Regions from separate parts of the Zea mays genome. Here regions 2 and 3 are each linked to region 1. Evidence: chromatin contacts called from public Hi-C data. All regions are on one chromosome and are shown on one strand. The core of a region is the stretch at or near the end of the contact, and the rest is flanking DNA. Distances in the headings are between cores, read along the strand shown. Region 1 holds the start of LOC100278950 (transcription initiation factor TFIID subunit 4b). Region 2 holds the start of LOC100281290 (interferon-related developmental regulator 2). Region 3 holds the start of LOC100194211 (Sigma factor sigB regulation protein rsbQ).

What was found. A called contact is a pair of places that touch in the nucleus more often than the background predicts.
Region 2: a Hi-C map of endosperm shows a contact between it and region 1, with 3 times the contacts expected there. The contact joins the promoter of LOC100281290 here to the promoter of LOC100278950 in region 1. A contact is called at or near these places in 6 of 25 Hi-C or Micro-C datasets (bundle sheath, ear, endosperm and 3 more).
Region 3: a contact with region 1 is called in a Hi-C map of tassel, with 2.4 times the contacts expected there. The contact joins the promoter of LOC100194211 here to the promoter of LOC100278950 in region 1. A contact is called at or near these places in 2 of 25 Hi-C or Micro-C datasets (leaf and tassel).

Annotation. Positions count from the first base shown.
Region 1 is chr1:77,615,489-77,619,600 of Zm-B73-REFERENCE-NAM-5.0, reverse strand. LOC100278950 (transcription initiation factor TFIID subunit 4b) reads left to right here and starts at 1,787. Exons shown (of 15, transcript XM_008659106.3): 1 at 1,787-2,009; 2 at 2,116-2,260; 3 at 3,933-4,112. The coding sequence starts at 1,974.
Region 2 is chr1:77,974,445-77,978,556 of Zm-B73-REFERENCE-NAM-5.0, reverse strand. LOC100281290 (interferon-related developmental regulator 2) reads left to right here and starts at 2,129. Exons shown (of 13, transcript NM_001154208.1): 1 at 2,129-2,459; 2 at 2,538-2,724. The coding sequence starts at 2,450.
Region 3 is chr1:77,323,412-77,327,523 of Zm-B73-REFERENCE-NAM-5.0, reverse strand. It overlaps LOC100194211 (Sigma factor sigB regulation protein rsbQ), which reads left to right and starts at 2,057. Exons shown (of 2, transcript NM_001139253.2): 1 at 2,057-2,686. The coding sequence starts at 2,316.

The DNA.
Region 1 (4,112 bases), core at 538-3,037:
CCCGTGGTTCGGCCAAGTAACACTTGCCTACTTCCATGTTGTGGCGTCCCAATGGACGAGGGTTGCACTCAACCCCTTTCAAGTGATCCAATGATCGACTTGAATACCACAGTATTTTATCTTTTGAGTATCCTTCCCGTTTGCGAGGAATCTCCACAAGTTGGAGCCTCTCGCCCTTACAATATTGATCACAAAGAAAGCACAAGAGTAAGGATGGGAGAGCAACACACGCAAGACCCAAATCCGCAGCACACACACGCACACAAGCTAAGACTTGAGCTCGAAACGTAGCACACTGAGTTCACAACTCAAACGGAGCTCAAATCACTAACACAATCGATCGAATGTGTGGAAGCGGAGTCTGGGAGTCTTAGAATGCTTAGAGAATGCTTGTTGTACTGCTCCATGCGCCTAGGGGTCCCTTTTATAGCCCCAAGGCAGTTAGGAGCTGTTGGACATCAATTTGGTAGGCAATTCTTGCCTTCTGTCGAGTGGTGCACCGGACAGTCCGGTGCACCACCGGACAGCCACTGTAGCAGTCCGGTGCTCGATTTCCTTCCATACCGGGCGCGGCCGACCGTTGGTCCTCCGGGGCCGTTGGTGCACCGGACACTGTCCGGTGTGCCCAACCGACCGTTGGCGCGGACCACGTGTCGCGCGTTGATTGCACGGACGACCGTTGGCCGCTGGCGCCGTTGACTCACCGGACAGTCCGGTGCATCACCGGACAGTCCGGTGAATTATAGCCACGTCACCTTTCTCTTTTCCCGAGAGCATCCAATTCACGTTTGACCAACCTGGGGCACCGGACACTGTCCGGTGCACCATCGGACAGTCCGGTGTGCCAGGCCCGAGCTGGTGTTGGCTGTACTTTGCCAATTCTTCTCCAATTCAATTATTCTTTTCTTGGCACTGTTTCTAGCACTTAGATAACCATGTTAGTATACAAAAACAATTCACTAAGTCTAGAAACATACTTTGTTCTTGATTTCACACTTCTCACTCATTTGGCACATAAGAACTCACTCAATATGTGTTGGACATCTAATCACCAAAATACTTATAGAAATGGCCCAAGGGCATATTTCCCTTTCAGTCTCCCCCTTTTTGGTGATTTATGCCAACACATCAAAAAGCAACAAAAGAAGTGCAACATCAATGCAAATGAAGACCAATTCCCTTTTTACTTAAGATTTGGCATATTTGGATCACTCTTTGCCACCACTTGGTTTGTTTTTGCAAATCAAATTCTTTTTCCTATCTCTAAGTCAAACACACTTGTTTGGGCAAATCGAGAGATATTCTAAGAGTAAAATTGATCAAGTGTCAAAAACTCCACCTTTTTCCTATAATCAAAATTCTCCCCCATAAGAGACCAAATTTTGTAATAAGAGTATTTTGACAAAAACTAAATTCTAATATTCCTCTATTTTGAAAATTCACAAGTGGTTGACTGATCCATTTTACTTTTGCGTTGGCCTTAATTTCTCCACTTTGGCATTAAGCTCTAAAATAGGATCATTCTTGGCTCTTTAACCTCGTTGCCTTACCAAAATGATGATGCCATTAACAAAATAGTTTACAAATCATTTATTTTAAGTCCGGATGTATGTGCATGGATACTAGGATGCCGATCAGGGGAAAGTACCCAGTTCATGTTTATCCAAAAGAGATTTGTAAGAAAGAATTATAAGAAAACTGAAACATGTAACCCTATCGAGATATTAGACGGGCCATTTGTACAGATCCAAGAAGGCCCACTGACAGCCCAGTAAGACACGGAGGCGCCATGGGAAAAAGTAGCCGGCCTTCTTCCTCCGGCTCCCTTCCTTCCTGCCCGCACAAGGGATTTCGTTTTGTTTCGTTTCATTTCATTTCGTTTCCTCCCGTTCGTCGAAGCCCCGGCGGAGAGGCGAGGTGAGCTTTCTCGGAGAGGGGACCTCGCGCCACCAGCCGCCCGAGCTTCCCGCGCCATGGATCCCATCATGAAGCTACTCGAGGACGACGAGGTGCCCCGCCTGACCTGGGCCTCTCTTGCCATTTTCGGATTCTTGTGGGGTGAAGGCGGGGGGGGATTTGATCGGAACGGTGTCCTTCTTGTTCCGAATTGCGCAGGATGAGAGTCTGCACTCGGGTGCCGACGTCGAGGCCTTCACGGCGGCGCTGAACCGCGAGGTGGAGGCCAGCGCGAGCGCCAGCGCCAGCACCAGCACCAGCGTTCCCGCCGGCTCCTCGTCCCAGCCCACGGATCACGGTGCTGGTGAGCCCCCAGACCCCGTTGCCCCTTTCTGTTCTCTCTTCGAATTCGCGTTGTGCACTGCTTTTGGCGATAATTGGGGGCTATAGGAATCGAGAAATGACACGGGTGGTTTTGGATAATGCGGCTCTTGGGTTGGGGAAAAATAACTTCGACCGACGTTTCTTTTGTCCATGGTAACAGAATGCAGCTCCAGAGTTGGAAATGCTGGACCTCCATTTTTCTGTTTAGTGTGTGCAATGCATATACAATCTGAACAAATGCACCTCGATGAATCTCTCGTTCAAAAATGGGTTGGCTCAACTCTCTGATGGAGCCTGTGACACTGACATCACAAATAGGAAGCAAGTTTCTTTGAGTTTGATTTGAATAGGGTCTGACATTTATGCATTCTTGCAGTACAAATAAAAACAGTAGGGAAAACAATGCTGAAGTAATGGAACTTGGACATTCTGTCGTAAGAAAATAAATTGTGCTTAATGCTTCTTCATTACATTAAAATTAAAATAAGTGTTCAAGACTTTGGGGTCAAATAATGGTCTATGGAGCTGGAATCATATGGGTTTCTGAAGTTAGCCTAGGATTTATTAGAAATAGCTATGGGTTTCTGACTTAGTTCAGTAATTATCACCAATATGTTGGTCTTATTTTAAAATTAATCAGAGTGGATGGTGTTTGTACTGTTGGTCATGGAGGTATGAAGTCAGCCAAAAAACTCGTTTGAACTTGAAGACATGTTAGGGTTTCCGGTTCAAAAATAATTGTAGAGTGGTTTTTATACGAGTGTTTGTGGTTGCCCTTGGACTATGGAGATTGGAACAGAGAATCGAATTTACACTTCCATTCTTGTTATGATGGACTTTGCAACAAAAATAGAACTCGCAAACATAATTAGGGTGTTATTTTATGGTATTCTCTTTAGGAGTATAGTATTTATGTTTCCCTTTTGTTTGGATGATCTGAACCAGAGTTTTTTTGGCATTGGTGTTATGAGTGCAATGAAGTTTTCAATCAAAGACTGCATTAGGAACATTTTCAGCAAGTAAGCAGAAGTATATTTTTTTTGTATCCATGTCTTTGCTTGCATGTGATGCTTTTTTTTTGTTATTTCAGTATTTCACTGTCCTCAGTTTTTCTACCTATACTCGTTTGATAAGTATAAACATTACTTCACATGGAAGCATTACTATCATGTGAAGGAAGCATATTGATATATATGTATATTTTCAAAAGCTGGCTTCTTCCAAGTTTCAACATAACTTTTAGGTATATTTCCAATTTAAGGGGCATTATAAAGTTCTTGCTTGTGAGTTGTGACATAGTTGGATCTTCCGATGACTTCAATTGTATTGTCAATATGGGATCCTTCTGATTTGATAATTACTCTCTCTGGTGTAGTGCTGTACTAGTAATAATGACTTGACACCAGAAATCCAGGATGTTCCAAAAATCTAGATTAGTATCTGGCTTGCACAGAATTTATAGTCCCATGAGTCATAGACATGCACAATTTTCAGCACCCACAATGCAGTTTACTCTTTTCCCATATACTATCATCTTAAATGCCCCCCTTGGATTGTTGACCTATGCTGTGATTGTTTTTACCAATTTAGTCTAACACTCTGTACTTACATGGTTCCTGATACACACTGCATAATTTAATCTCCAATTGCAGGACTTTTACCTCAGGAACACAAGTCACTATTAAACCATGATCCTGGTCAGTGGCAAGATCCTGTAAAGAATGAAATTGTAAACCAGGAGAGTCAGCAACAGGAACAGACACATGCATTTAGAAATGATCACCCGTCAAGACCTGAAATGGTTTCTCAAGGTTCTAATAACTGCCCCCTTC
Region 2 (4,112 bases), core at 880-3,379, 360 kb before region 1:
GAGAAACTCACCTCTTTGCCATAGTTTCTCCAAGATTTGCAGTATGGTTCAAACTAAGTCCAAAATGCACTTTTTGCTACAAAATGAGTTAGAGACCAGATGCAAGTGCTAGAAACATTTAATAGACCTATACAAATTATCCAAACACTCAAACCTCTCATGTTTATATTTTTTACTCAAAGTTGCACTTTTGGCCAACAATTTAACTCATTTGGACTTAGTTCCATTAATTTGCCTTCAAGTGAACTTGTGCTCATACTCATCTCAAACTATTTAGTTCATTGTGGTGTGTTGGTCACTTAATCGCTAAAACAGGTAGAACTGGCTATCGAGCACATTTCCCTTTCACCTATACAAAGCATGGAGAAAGCATGTAAGAGATACAAATTGAAAGACAACATAATGACATTGGTTTCAAGAATGCAACATGTAGAAACACAATTGGACTTGATACCAATTTGTGTATCATTTTAATTAAAGCATGATGCTTATCTTCGAGGACTCCATTTTTCTTTGTAATGAGACTAATACACACATGACAAGCATGAAAAGAGTGTTAGTCTCAAATATACCAACTTGTAGAGTGACCTCATCCTAAAATCCTGTATACAAATTTGAAATACATGTAGGAGAAATGCACTTAGACTTTTAATGGTCAAAATATCACTTGAATGATAATGTCACATGAATATGAACATTATTTGTCTGTGATATTAGGGAAAGATGTCTACAATTTGGACTTATCACATATAAGATAAATCAAATGCAAACTAATTTTATACTGATTAAAGGTGAGCTATGTTCGATGCTCCTAAACAATTTTAATCCATGTAGGTTTGGTCCAAGGGTACGAGTGAAACTGAGCAATCAAATCATATGATTTACCTAATGTATGCATGACAATAATTTAAATGTACATATGTAGAACTAGACATAAAAAAGAACTAGATACCACTTGTGATTGTGAGAATTTAAATCTAGTTACCTAACATGGGTATGGGAATTTGGGTTCATAGTTTTCACTAACCTTCTTGGCAATGACGTGATCCAAATGATTCATCCTATGACATGCTTCCCAACATTACCAAGTTTCTAAATTCTCTAAAGTCCATCGGTGTTATCATTTCCCCTTTGGGATCCAAGCTTTCTTGGTGCTCTTCATGGTTGAAATAATCGTCTTTTGTATCCAAAATCATTTGATCCCTTTTGTGTTCGCTTGCTTATTTAATTATCTTGATGGCCGCCACCTTGTCGTTTTTCTTCTTCTTCAAAAGATAAGGTGTGGTGGTCTTGCCGAACTTCGAAAAGGTTGAGACATCGAGGTGTATCTCTTATGTATTGACAGGTTATATGGACGACATCTATTGTCTTTTGTGGGGTTATTGTGTAGCCCTCTATAAAGTTTATTTTGTCGATGTTATAAGATTTGTGCTTCTATATACATACTAAAGTTTGAACAAATACTCGTGGAAGATCGAGATCCAAGTGATATGCTTGTCAATGATCAATGTAAGGTTCATATTTACATCTTTGTATAAAATGTCTTTGTACAAAACAAATGCATTCCTTGCTACTAACCAAATGTATTATCCTTGGGTAAGTCTTCTGAAATACAATTGAGTACTCGTCCTGTGATTGTTTAAGTTTTAAAGGTACTTGAATATCCTAGATCCACCCGCTACATATACTTATGGTTTCTAGGATACTAGATTTGTTTGCTAGAGAACAACAACACAAAGGGAGTAAACAATTATTTTGATAGATAGATAGATAGATATTATGTTTGTAATAGATAGATTGATAGATATTAAAATTTGTTTTAGTTAATTAATAAGTTTATACAATATTTGATGTATGTATTTTATATATTCATCTTCATCTATATCTATATAAATATATCTAAAAATTAAGAATTAAAACGACTAATATTTTAGGACAGAGAAAATATTATGTTTGTAATCGTAAGTTACGGTTGAAATTTGGACTTGCAAGCAAATTGAATGAGATGGCAGCAAGCCCGTTCCAGCGAGGGCGAGCGGCGTGAACCACGATTTGCACGCGGCTGGACCGCTGGTTGGCAGGTCTCTGTTCCTGTGGCGGGACGGACGACTCTGCTGCTTCTCGTTGACAAATCACAAGGAAAACAAGGGGGGAAGAAAAACAAGCCAGAAAAGTCTCCTCTTCCTTGCTCCGTTCATCCGCCCCTCACCGTCGCCCAATCTCACATGGCTCGGCGTCTCCACGGCCAATCCGACCTCAACGACGGCGCGCGCCTCCGTTTCTCCACCTCCAACTCCAGCTCCAGCTCTTCCTCCCGGTTCCTCCTCGCCGCCCCCTCCGACGACGCCTCCCTCTGTCGGATCCACCGCTGACCGCGCGCCGCTACGCCTGCGCCTGATCACCGGCTGGTTCTTGGCCTCTTCGCTTCCTGGACCGCCCAGACGTCTCCATGGGCAAGAGTGCGCATCGCCCCGTCCAATTCCTGATTGGTTGATTGTTTACTGTTTGGTTGCTGATTTTGGTGTCATTTGTCTTAGGTAAGAGGAACAAGGGCGGTCGAGGTGGTGGTGGTGCCGATGACAAGCTTGACGGTGGTGGCGATGCCGATAGCGTGACCTCCATGTCCAGTGGGCTGTCTGACCTTCAGTTCGCGCAGGCCACAGAGCATATTAGCTCGCAGGAATTCGTTCTTGACAAGTACGTCGACGCTCTCTATGAGAAGAGGTGGGTGCCTGGGTGGTCCTATTCGTAGTCTAGCACCTTGCTGGTTGCTATGGCTGTCTGTTAGTCAGGTTTGTGCCAGTAGTTGATTGTTTGGATGTGCAGACTGTTAATGTTCATGCTTGCTTGGTTAGCAACTTATTCATGTTGTTGCTGAAACGTCAAACAATGCACAACAACTTACTTCGGAAGTGACCGCTTCATATATATTGACAACACAACTGATAGCCGCTACAGTACATTTTCTCCTGGCACTAACTCCACACATTGCCTAGTTTTTCAGTCGACGATCCTAGCAATGTGTGTTAGGGGGTAGAAAACATCCTTTACTCCCTTTGTTCTCGTGCCAAGTTTTCTCTTGTCTTGCGCGAAATTCGGTAGTGTGGCAAGGTTTGGAGTCATTTGAGTATTACATTTCTACATGCTGGAATAGGCCTCATGCAACTATCTGTACCTTACCTTTATGCTTTCACAATTACAGAACTGGCTTTTGTTTTTTTATAGGTGTTATGAATTGTCAGGATAAGTGACCACATATGACTTATGAGACATCTAGGAGTATCTCACATTTGGTGTAAATTTTAAGTTAATGTATTTTCTTGTTCACTAAAGTTGATCTTCGATGCTGGTTCAAGAATAGCGGAAGTTGCATCTTTACTTGCCTTTAAATCTGATCCCTTATGCTGGTTGACAAATGGTGGAAATGCATATATGTTCTCTTCTATTTAGTTATATGTTATGTTTAGAATATTTAAAGTTTTAACAGGTAAACATGCTACATATCCTTTCCCTTGTAATAGCCAACTATATTTTTCTTTGTAGCAAATGGAACGGCTTCATGTCTCATTTACTCCATCTGTCAAATAGTTGTCACATTTACTCAACTTGTTGGCTGCAATCTGCTGTTTATCTTGATATATCCTTGAAAGTTGATAGTACAGAACCAAAGCATATTAAGGCATACTGCTATTCTTTGTCATTCATGTTTCAAACACACTTGATATGCATATCTCTACATTTTGTTTAAATGCTCACAGATGTTGGACTTGATCGAGTCCTTGCCATATTTGTTTAAGATTGATGAACTAATATCCATTGACCATGACATCAATGTTCCCTAGAGTAAATGCATCAAAAGTCGGAAGGAATGGACTTTCAGTAGTTCTATTTGATGCTTATAGTATACTGAAGGTTTCGTTTGTTCTCATCTCTCTGATGTTTTTTCTTTCATTCTCAACAACCTACATTCACTTTATCACTTAACAAGGCACTTTTTCTTGAGAATAATAAAATGTACTCCTTTCACTATCATCACAAAGTGTTGCTTGTGGGCTTTCTTTTTGTAATATCCGCCTGATGTTGATCAGAATTTACCAATTGGTGATTTGAAT
Region 3 (4,112 bases), core at 808-3,307, 290 kb after region 1:
TATGGTGATTAGCTAAAAAAGTAGTAGCTCCTATGGAATTTGGGGAGGATTAGGGGGGACGTTGTCCCCCTCTGCCCCTCCCTGGAATCGCCTCTGTAGGCTTACGCTTAGTAATGGCAAAGCTCACTATCTCCGTCTTGGCGATGAAAAAAACTCCCCACGGAGATCCCTATGAACACTCGAAGGGACATTTCTTTCTATATCTGTTTTCCACGAAGACCTGTCCTGCTTAAATTATAATTATGACATACTTCCTTTATTATTAATACAAAAGATTGTACTTATACACATTGTTAGATGTAAGAAACCATTATGTGTACATCAAAATGAACACATTTGTACAATAAATGATCTTTGACATGGTAATTATTTATTTTTATTATTAACTATTACATGAAAACATCGTCACGTACAATTTTATTAGGTTCCCACGAGAAACGAGGACGAGGAACGCTTCCTTGTCTCCGACCCGTTTACCTATCGAGGGTGATTTTTTTCCTATTTACATCTCCATCGAAGAAGAAATCTTCTCATCCCCATCTTCTAATGGAAGAATTCCTCACGGGGATTCAGAGATCGGAGCCCATTACCATCTCTACTTATGTTGCACACATTACATGAGAGAGCTAGATGGTATTGTGGGGATATGCGTTCATGTTAGGCTTTATTTGGTTGCACTCATATCCACGCGATCGGATCCCTACATGTCCAGCATTTGACTTGTTGTAGCCTAGCTCGTCCGTGGATGCAGCCAAAGCTGCTCGATTTGGCTTGAATTGCACCAACATATGTAGATCTGGTCTGTCTCGTATAGGCAACCAAACACAGTGTGCAGAGCCTGGTTGTGCTCGAGCGGGCAACCAAACATATGGTATATGAATCCATCTCAATTCATATGTTTTGGAATGGAAAATTGACTCATATTCTCTTCAATTCACTCTAGCACATGTAAATTATGATGGGTATAAATGCAGCTAAATAAGTTGTCACGGATGAGGATCGATTTTCCTAGTGAGATGGCCAAGCTTTGGTGGAGCTGGTTCTAACAGAATTTAGACTAAATAAGGTGTTGAGTTGGTGTGTGTTGTGCAATATATCTCTTAAAAAATCATGAATATGCAGGTCCTGAGTATATACCAAGGTGATCGGTGTGGTGAGTGGTGACCGTGAGGATGAAGTAGTTAGTGATGAAAACTGAATACGGAGACTTCGATCAAACGGCTAAAATACCGGAGGACGAATTAAAAGATGGCTAAAAAACATGTAGAGGTTTGTTAGGCATGTACTCTCTCTATATTTTTTATTAGGTATTTTAACCTAGATACCAAGACGCCTACTGATAGGGGTACATGATGAGCAGAGCTAGACTAAAGCATCAACATGTTCGTTTGACTTTAATCTCTATTGACTTCTACTGTTTTTATAGTGTTTTGATCTCTATGAATTACATTTAAATAACTGGCTTTAATTCCAAGCGAACGATCCCGCATAATTGGTCCTTTAAAAACTCTATTTTTTTTCTTTTTCTGAAGTCCACATTTTAGTATTTTTCTTTAAGATTGGTCGGTTTTTGTTGATCGTCGTGCTCGATCTAGGGAATGAGATGCATACAAAAATCTTAAACCTTTGCACACAGGATCTCTCGGTAATACCTACATGAGGCAGGCAAGCTATCTGCATAATTTGATGATTTTTGGACTTTATTTTCTTGTGTTTTAACCTTTTTTCTTCCATAGTTTTCAGTTTGAAATCCGCGAAGTCAGTTGACTCGGTTCTCTCAAATGAACCAGTACGCTCCGACGTACGAGCACGCATTTGCAATTTGCAGATATTTTAGAGGATGTAATGGCAAACTGGCAATGGCAACTCCAGGGTGTATAGGCGATACGATATCCATCTACATCTAGTATTCCGTTAACTAAAATAGTGGGGCCCCCAGGGGAAGGCCCGCCGAGGCCGAGCAGAGGAAACCTACCAAGTGGCAACAACAGTCCGGTCCGGTGCGGTCGCCCCCACCAAACCGCCCCGCCGAGCGACCCAGTCCGTCAGCGAGCACCCCTGTCGCCGAAGCCCAGGCAGCAGCAGCGGGCAGGGGCGTCCGTCCGGTCCGCGCGCGTTCGTTCCCCTCCCCGACCGGCAGATTCCCCGTCCACGCCCCCGCCTTAAAACGCCCGCCACTAATCCCGTTTCTCACTGCCCTTCCGCGGCTGTGCTGTGCTCTGCTCTGCTCTGCTCCCCGTCTTTCCTCCTCTCCCGGTCTTTCCTCCTCTCCCCTTCCCGCCCAGCGCGTCCCCACGAGGAACCAACCCCGCGGCATGGGGATCGTGGAGGAGGCGCACAACCTGCGAGTGGTGGGCGAGGGGAAGCGCGGGGTCATCGTGCTGGCGCACGGCTTCGGCACCGACCAGTCCGTGTGGAAGCACCTGGTGCCGCACCTCGTCGCCGACTACCGCGTCGTGCTCTTCGACACCATGGGCGCCGGCCCCACCAACCCGGACTACTTCGACTTCTCCCGCTACGCCACGCTCGAGGGCTACGCGCTCGACCTCCTCGCCATCCTCCAGGAGCTCGGCGTCCGCTCCTGCATCTACGTCGGCCACTCCGTCTCCGCGGTCATCGGCGCGCTCGCCTCCATCTCCAGGCCTGACCTCTTCACCAAGCTCGTGCTCCTCTCCGCGTCCCCAAGGTAACTTTATCCAATTCGTTCGTTCAATTTAGTCCCCCCCGCTTGCTTCCTTGCTCGCTCGCTCGCTCGTGCTAAATTCCCCTTTGTTTTTTCTTACCTGTATTGTTATGCTTCCTGCTCTGCTCACAATCCATACTATCACGATCGGGAACAGGGGAACGAATCCACTGTGGCAGCTCCTGATTTCCCTGTTGTTGTGCTTTAATTTTGGTGAGTTGAGCTATATTACGCTCTCTAGACTCTAGGAACTAAGGTACCAGCACGGCCCCCCCTAGCCCCGTCCCCATGACGGCAACTTTTCGGTTTCGGGGAATTAGAGCCCTGTGAAGGACGTGGAACAGAAATCCTGTACTGTATATGGCTGTCAACATGTATGGCTCGTGGTCCACTCTGTGTCTGCGACTAGAGTAGGACCTCCTAGAGTAGCGTGTGGGCATCTTTTCTGGAAGGATCCACTCTTATCGATACTCGAAAACTTTTGATAGCTGTGACTGTGCTCTGTCACTTATCATCGCACTATTTAGAACATGAGGAACGCATATTGGATTAATCTTTCCAAATCAGGTGGTGCGGCATGGGCCGCCCTGATGGTGATACATTTGTGGATGATGGTGATCAATCATCTACAAGTACTCAGAGCTGTTAACATGATCTGTAATTTAAATGTGGTTGCAGATTTGAGTGTTCTACTGTTGGATCTGAAATTCAACAGTTGTGTTGAGAAGGAAATAGGGCTGTCATAATAACTAAGGATAAGGTGCAGTAGACAATATATGCAAGGTTACTTTTTTCTCTAGCATACGATTGGTCTTGTCACTAAAATTTACAGAACTGAAATCCTAGTCCTAGTTGTAGATCGATCATTTTAAACAAGTGGGCAATTGGTAGTTACCATAATTCAGTCAGGGCCATCCCGGACTCCGGGTATTTTGGGTGGCCTGCCCAAAACGCAGCAAAAAGTATTAAGTAATAGTATGTATACATGTACATATAATATAATGGCGAATAAATATTGTATCGGTTACATAATCTTCATTTAGAAAGCATTATTCTTCTAGTGTTCTTCAAAATAAAATCTCTAATGATATTTTCGTATTCAATTTTCCCAACCATTTTAGTGTTGTTTGGTATTACAAACAATGCATTAATTTTTTTGTATCATTATATAACTATTGGAACTAGGGTTACAGAGGTAGTACAAGTGGTGACCCTAGCGCTTGGGCGCCATCGTCCTAGGGTTAGGGCTGCTTCTTGGGGAAAGCATGGTACTGTTCATCGCAGGTGAATAGTAGGCGAAGGGGGAAAGCACGAGCAAGATACTTGTCTGCTTGATTCATTCATTAACCGAAGGAGTATATTATATGGCTGAGATAGCAGCCTCTAACAAACTATTCAACTCTATCCAAGACTAACAAACCAATGCTTA